Linked DNA regions of Danio rerio: region 2 is linked to region 1. Evidence: chromatin contacts called from public Hi-C data. All regions are on one chromosome and are shown on one strand. Each heading gives the region's core, a stretch centred on a gene start, on an enhancer-like site or on the middle of the called end of the contact. The rest is flanking DNA. Distances are from core to core; before and after follow the strand shown. Region 1 overlaps dnajc15 (DnaJ (Hsp40) homolog, subfamily C, member 15). Region 2 holds the start of enox1 (ecto-NOX disulfide-thiol exchanger 1).

Region 1 (3,574 bases), core at 345-2,844:
TAGGACATTAAGGTCTGATTTTGCTTAGACAAAAGTATTAACAGAAAATAATGTACAGTATAAAATATAAATGCATGGTGCAGTGGAAAAAGAATTAATATTATGCATGAACTTAGAGGAATGCATCCATACATCTCTGCAATGACTCAAATCACTTATTAATAAAGTCATCTGTAATGGCAAAAAAAGCATCTTTCATCTTACCCTTGACATGCTCAATAAGGATCATTCATGTCTGGTGACTGGGCTGGCCAGCCCTGGAGCACCTAGACCTTTTTTTTTTTTTGCTTTCAGGAACTTTGATGTGAAGGCTGAAGTGTGAGAAGCTCACCTTATGTTTACGTTCATAATATTTATTTTATTTGCTAATTAATAACCTCAAGTGGAACTCTGAATCGGCGTCTCATTTTGGAGTCTGATACTGTCCACTGTAGGTCACATTTCGGTTGCAGATGAATACTTTGTTAGCCTTCCTGACTGAATGAATAACATACGTGGCAAGGCAACCCAGCTAAAATATAATTGATTAAAACTGACATTGGGTTAAATGTTGTTTTAAATGACCAAAACAAAGACAGCCGTTCCAGCACATAAAGCACATTTTCAAAGCTGACTATTTGACTTTAGCATTGTTTTTTAGTTAAACAAGTATATTCACTTAGCATGTTTGTAAATATCTGCAAACATATGCATTTTATGCTTTAGAAAAGTCAAAAACTTATATACAGACATATATAAATCACTTTAGATCCGGTTTGCCCAAATGTAATACTGGAGGGCTGGTTTAGATCAAATTCCAAATAGACACACACACAAGCCAGATAATCAAGCTCTTACTAGGAATACTAAAAACTTTGTTTAAAAAAAAGCTAAACTAAACTGGAGCTAAACTCTACAGAATATCAGCCCTCTGGGATAGTTTGGGCATCTCTGCTTTAGATAAAAATAATCTGTTTTAAAGTTTTTTGACCCAAGTTTTTAGGTTTTAACAATGTGTCACTATTTCAGTTTGCTTTTTAATCTCATGTATTATAAGATTATTAAGATGTAATAGTGTCTCAGATTTAAACTTCAGTCCTAAAATTACATTAGAGTGATTTAACTGACTTATTACTATGAACTGATTAAAATGACTAGAAAATAGATTTAAACGCAAACATTTAAAGTGTCATTTTGTATATAAATATGTGAAATTGTAAGTAAAAGTTGCTGTTTATCACTATGTACAGTTATTATTAGTTATTAAATATTACTCAGTGCTTGTTTTTTTACTGTATATTGTTTAGAAAATAATTTAGATCTACAGTACTTGCAAATGTTTGAAGTGATGATTCACCTGCTCCATCTTGTTGTGTACAGTTCTTATGTATGCCTTATATTACGTCAAGTCAGCACTGCAGGCATGTAACCCCTCTTTAAAGAGTGTGTTATGACAAATGCTCTTCAAATCAATAATGTAATCAACACCCATCTCTTCCTCTGTCTGCTCAGACAATACATTGAGCTAGAGCTGAGTCAGAATTATTGACCAACACACAACCACCCGACACGACGACCTGAACTACTGACCTTTATCTGGATGATTTAGGACCATGATCCTTCTGTGGGCTTCCCGTACCTTTGTCTTAGTGCTGGTCGGACTGCGCAAAACAAGAAAACAGAGGATTTTAGAAAAGGTGCACACTGACATCTGGTGGCCAAAGAGTGAACAGATTTTTTTTTTTGCACTTTTCATCAGCATGTGCGGTCTGTCTCCATCACTGCACACATAAGCTGGAAATACTCAATCTGTACATTCCCTAAAATTCCCCAAATTAGTGGGGGAAAAACTACAGAACTAAAGAAAAAAGTGTCACCCATGTTTTTTTTTTTAAATTATTTTACTTTGAGTGACAAATTTAAAAACACCATTTGACAAAATGACAAAAGGAAAAAGAAACAATTTTTAAAAATTTTTTTACATGCATTTGAATTAACTTTAAATGAGAAATTAACAAAACGTTAATTTAAAATTTCTTAATCTTATAGTCATTTCAACTAATATAGATCAACTAGAAGTTAAACAAATACATGTCAGACATATATTATATTGACAAATATGGATATTTTTAGCTCCATCTTTTGAAAGACTTATTATTTAAGCCTTAGTGTTGATTGACATTAATATTATGTAATATTATGTGGAAATATACCCAAATATACTATAAATACCTAAATATACCTTTTAATTTTTACAGCCAAACTTCAGATTGTGACAAATGCAAGCATGAAATAAATAAATAAATGAATGATTAAATAAACAAATAAATAAATGACTGAATAAATAAATGAATGAAAATATAAATGACTGAATAAATGACTGAATGAAGAGTAAAATGAATACATAAATTAATAAATACATGAGTTGAATAAATGAATGAATGAAATTAAATTAATAAGTAAATGTATAAATAAATGACTGAATAAATGAATGAATGAACGGAATGAATAAATGACTGAATAAAGGAATTAATGAAATTACTAAATGAATAAATGATTTGAATTAATGAATGAAATTAATAAATGAATGAATAAATACATGAATAAATGAAATTACTAAATGAATAAATTAATTAATTAATAAAATGATTGAATAAACTAATAAATGAATGAAATAAATGAATTAAAAAATTACTGAATAAATAAGTTAAATAATAAATAAATGACTGAATAAGGCAGCACAATGGTGCAGTAGGTAGCACGATCGCTTCACAGCAAGAAGGTTGCTGGTTCGAGCTTCGGCTGTGTCAGTTGGCATTTCTGTGTATAGTTTGCATGTTCTCCCCATGTTGGCGTGGGTTTCCTCCGTTTGCTCCAGTTTCTCCGCAGTCCAAAGACATGTGGTATAGGTGAATTGAATAAGCTTAATTGTCAGCAGTGTATGTGTGTGAATGAGAGTGTATGGGTGTTTCCCAGTGGCCGGTTGCAGCTGGAAGGGCATCAGCTGCGTAAAAACAAATGCTCGATAAGTTGGCGGTTCATTCCGCTGTGGTAACCCCTGATTAATAAAAGCCGAAAAGAAACTGTATGAATGAATGACTAAAATAATGCAGAAAATAAATTAATAAATGACTGAATGAATGAATAAACTAACTAATAAATAAATGAATAAATAAATAACTGAAAATATGAATTAACTAATTGAATAAATAAATTAAAACATAAATGACTGTACTAATAAAAAAATGACTGAATGAATGAATGAATAATTGAATGAATGAATGAATGAAATAATGCATGAAATAAACAAATAAAAAATTTAAAAATGACAGAATGAATGAAATGTATAAATAAATAACTGAATAAATAAATTAATGAAATGAATAAATAAATAAATGAAAACATAAATGACTGAATGAATGAATGAATGAATAAATAAATAAATGACTGTTCGAATGAATAAATGAAATTAAATAAAAAATGAATGAATGAATGAATGAATGAATGAATTGAAGAATAAATTAAATAAATATTATTATATACTGATTAAATTAATAAATAAATTAACTAATAATAAATGCCTGAATTAAGAGAT
Region 2 (3,574 bases), core at 553-3,052, 320 kb before region 1:
CCAGCAATATCTGTCTTGAGAAATTATGTGCATTACAACATGTACATTAAGAATGGATGACAGGATATTTTTTAGAAAAAGACCATGAGAGAAAAAAACCCACACAAATATAAATATTGGCAGTTTATTCTGCTGTGACAATCCCTGATAAATCAGGGACTAAGCTGAAGGAAAATGAATATATATATATATATATATTTCTCCACTATTTTCAAGTGATAAAGGCATCTCAAATAAACATATTGCTAAATTGTAGACAATTATATTCAGAAATCATACACAAGTATAACACAGCTAATACTCATCATTCAGTCACTCATTTGTTACTTTATGACGTGTCACAGTGGCGAGTTGATAATTTGATAAACCGACTAAAGCGTTCTGCCAAACCCGACATGTGTGTCCAGTGGCCAACAGAGGGAGTACAATTACCAGATTATTTGTAAAATACTGTGCTGACATTGCTGCTTCCCTCAATCTCATCTGATTTGTAGGATCTAAAATATAATTTTTGGAGCTTTGCGAACTTCACATTACATTTAATGAAGCGAAAATAGACAGATCATGGCATTTAATTATATTAGAGATTCGACTAAATCTCGAGAAGTTTCTGACTGCATCAACAGAACAGAAAATATATTGTTCGTCCATCATCCATTAAAAAACACCAAACACTTTAATAATTATAATAGTAATAATAATAACTATAATACAATTAATATTAATATTATCATAATATAATACCGCCATTATTATTATTATTATTATTATTATTATTATATTATTATTATTATTATATAAACGACAATAATAATATTTAAAAATAATAATTATTATTAATATAAATATTATAGCACCATTACATTAAGTAGGTTATTATTATTATTATTATTATTATTATTATTATTATTATTATTATTCATTGTTCATTTATTTTTGGATAATATACATTATTATTTTGTATAGTTTTTTAATTAATTGTTTTCCTTTACATGCCAACCTGCTAATTTACATTCAAATAATGAGCCGGTTTATTAATTCATTAATTTATTTTATTTTCGGCTTAGTCCTTTTATCAATCCAGGGTTGCCACAGCAGAATGAACGGCCAACTTATCCAGCACATCATGTTTTATGCAGCAGATGCCCTTCCAGCTGCACCCAGTACTGGAAAGCACCCATACACACTCATTCACACTCATACACTACTTAATAACTTATTACAATAACCTATTATTATTATTATTATTATTATTATTCATTTATTTTATGATAATATATTATACATTATTATTTAGTATAGTTTTTCAAAAAAAATTTCCTTTACACGCCAACCTGCTAATTTACACCAAATAATGAGCCGGTTTATTATTATTATTATTATTATTATTAAAGTTTTAAAATAAATTATTACTATTATTGAAAAATTACTTATGTTATTATTATTATTAATATTATTTATAACAATTTTATAGTATTATATTTAAATGTATTATTATTATTATTATTGTTATTATATTATTATGCTTTTATTTATTTATTTATTTAAGGATAATATACTACATTTTTTACATCAAATAACATGACGGTAATATGAATTTATTATTTTCTTATTAATGTAAACAGTAGCTATGCAGTGTATAATTGCAATCGTGACTACAACATTTACCAGCTTCAAGCATACAAATATCCATCTGGTTGTTCTATTGACAAAACACACACACACGCACACATGAAGTGTCTTCGCTCATTGGCGGCAGTTCTCCGGACTCGTGCACGCTGATCCGTGTCGCGCGCGCCTCAGTCTCTGGTTGTGAGCGCGTGGAAGCAGCAGCTGTTCCGTCAGATGCAGCAGCACTGAAGAGCGACGACGGATACCGTTTAAAATTTCAGCTTCATTCACGGTTATTTCGCAGGATTATCTCGCCGAATCACACCGGGGGCTCGGAGTGGACTCTCTTCACAACGGTAAGAGTCGTTCCTCGTTCTTCAGCGTTGCCGTTTTGCCTATTCGCTCATGTGTTTGCCCCAGTCCTGATAGCGTCTGCTAGTTCCCATTCTTCTCATTTCATCAGACCGAGCTGAGCTCCATCACAGCGTTTCCCCTATCAGAGCATCAGTCACATTTACGAGCGGTGTATTTACGTTTGTTTACATCCATTTACACCTTCTTTCTAAACCGCGCGCGACTCTCACCGGAGAGTCATGGATTCATCTTATACTTGTTGGAATACTTGTTGAAACAGAATGATTGTTGTAGGCTGTTGAATATGTTGAGCGTGTTGCAGTTTCGAAAGTTTAAGGCGCAATGTTGTTTAGGAGAGTGGAAGACTTTATGAAGCACGCTGTTTATTTAGAGTGATGATATCTAACAAACAAGAAGTTTTTTTGAGGCTGTGATTTTATTCAGTCACGTTGGTTAACTTGTATTCTGAGAAATTGATTGTTTGGTTTGTTTTAGTTCTGTTATTGTGTTTGAGTGGCTCTGCGCTGCACTGTAGAAACGCCGATGCCCTTGATATCATCATGTCACCTGGGCAACCGCTTCAGCACCATGGAGAGAGTTCAATCTGCTGGCTGAGCGCTCAACTCCACATTCCCGGAAAGCGAAGTTATGCTCATCTGGGAGATTTCTCTGTTAACTCACGTGCTATGCTTGCTGTCAAACTTTTTTTTTTGTTTGTTTGTGTGGGACCTTATGACACAAATCTTGCAGCTATACTGAAACAAACTAGTTTTCTATATTTCTATATTCTTGGCTTTTCTTGTATTTTTATAAAACTGTTTGGTCCTCAGATTTAGTTGGCTCTTTAAGTAAATGTTCAATTACATACACTGAAATAAATAAAATAAGATAAGCACAAGCCCGTAGCCAGTCCAGGGAAAGGGGTGGTTCTTTTTTCTTCAAAAGTGAACCTTTTTTTATTTGCCTCATTTTCTATTTAATTTAAATACTGCTTTTTAGTTACATTATTAACTGAATTAGCTATTAAATTCATTTATTCATTTTCTTTTTGGCTTAGTCCCTTTATTAATCTGGGGTCGCCACAGTGGAATGAACAGCCAACTTATCCAGGATATGTTTTAGGCAGCGGATGCCCTTCCAGCTGCAACCCATCACTGGGAAACATCCATACACACTCAATCACACACATACACTTAGAACAATTTAGCTCACCCAATACACCTGTACCACATGTCTTTGAATTTGTGGGGGTAACGGGAGCACCCAGAGAAAACCCACACGAATGCGGGGAGAACATGCAAACTCTACACATAAACGCCAACCGACCCAGCCGAGGCTCGAACCAATGACCTTTTTGCTGAGAGGCAACAGCACTACCTACTACGCCACTGCGTCACCTGTTCTGGAGACTATCGAAAACAAATATAGCTTAAAGGGTCTAATAATTTTGACCTTAAAATGGTTTTTAAAAAAATTAAAACTGCTTTTTGTTTTAGCCGAAGACTTTCTCCAGAAGAAAAAAAAAAAAAATCAGATATACTGTGAAAATTTCTTTGCCCTGTTTAACAAAGTTTGGGTAATAATAAAAAAAGACATAGATAAATTAAAG

What was found. Hi-C and Micro-C count contacts between places; a contact is called where the count stands out from the background.
Region 2: a Hi-C map of hematopoietic stem cells shows a contact between it and region 1, with 3 times the contacts expected there. The contact joins the promoter of enox1 here to the enhancer-like site in region 1. A contact is called at or near these places in 8 of 18 Hi-C or Micro-C datasets (caudal fin, embryo, fibroblasts and 3 more) and 2 of 4 datasets of contacts at active chromatin or transcription factors (caudal fin and embryo).

What each region holds. Positions count from the first base shown.
Region 1 is chr9:19,847,256-19,850,829 of GRCz12tu, reverse strand. dnajc15 (DnaJ (Hsp40) homolog, subfamily C, member 15) reads right to left here. Exons shown (of 6, transcript NM_001003476.2): 5 at 1,570-1,640. Among named protein-coding and RNA genes, the nearest start is that of dnajc15, 28 kb to the right of the region's middle. Within about 2 kb of position 1,594, at least 6 of the 62 cell types and tissues checked have an H3K27ac peak or open chromatin away from gene starts, as enhancers often do.
Region 2 is chr9:20,170,124-20,173,697 of GRCz12tu, reverse strand. enox1 (ecto-NOX disulfide-thiol exchanger 1) reads left to right here and starts at 1,802. Exons shown (of 16, transcript XR_012385266.1): 1 at 1,802-1,967.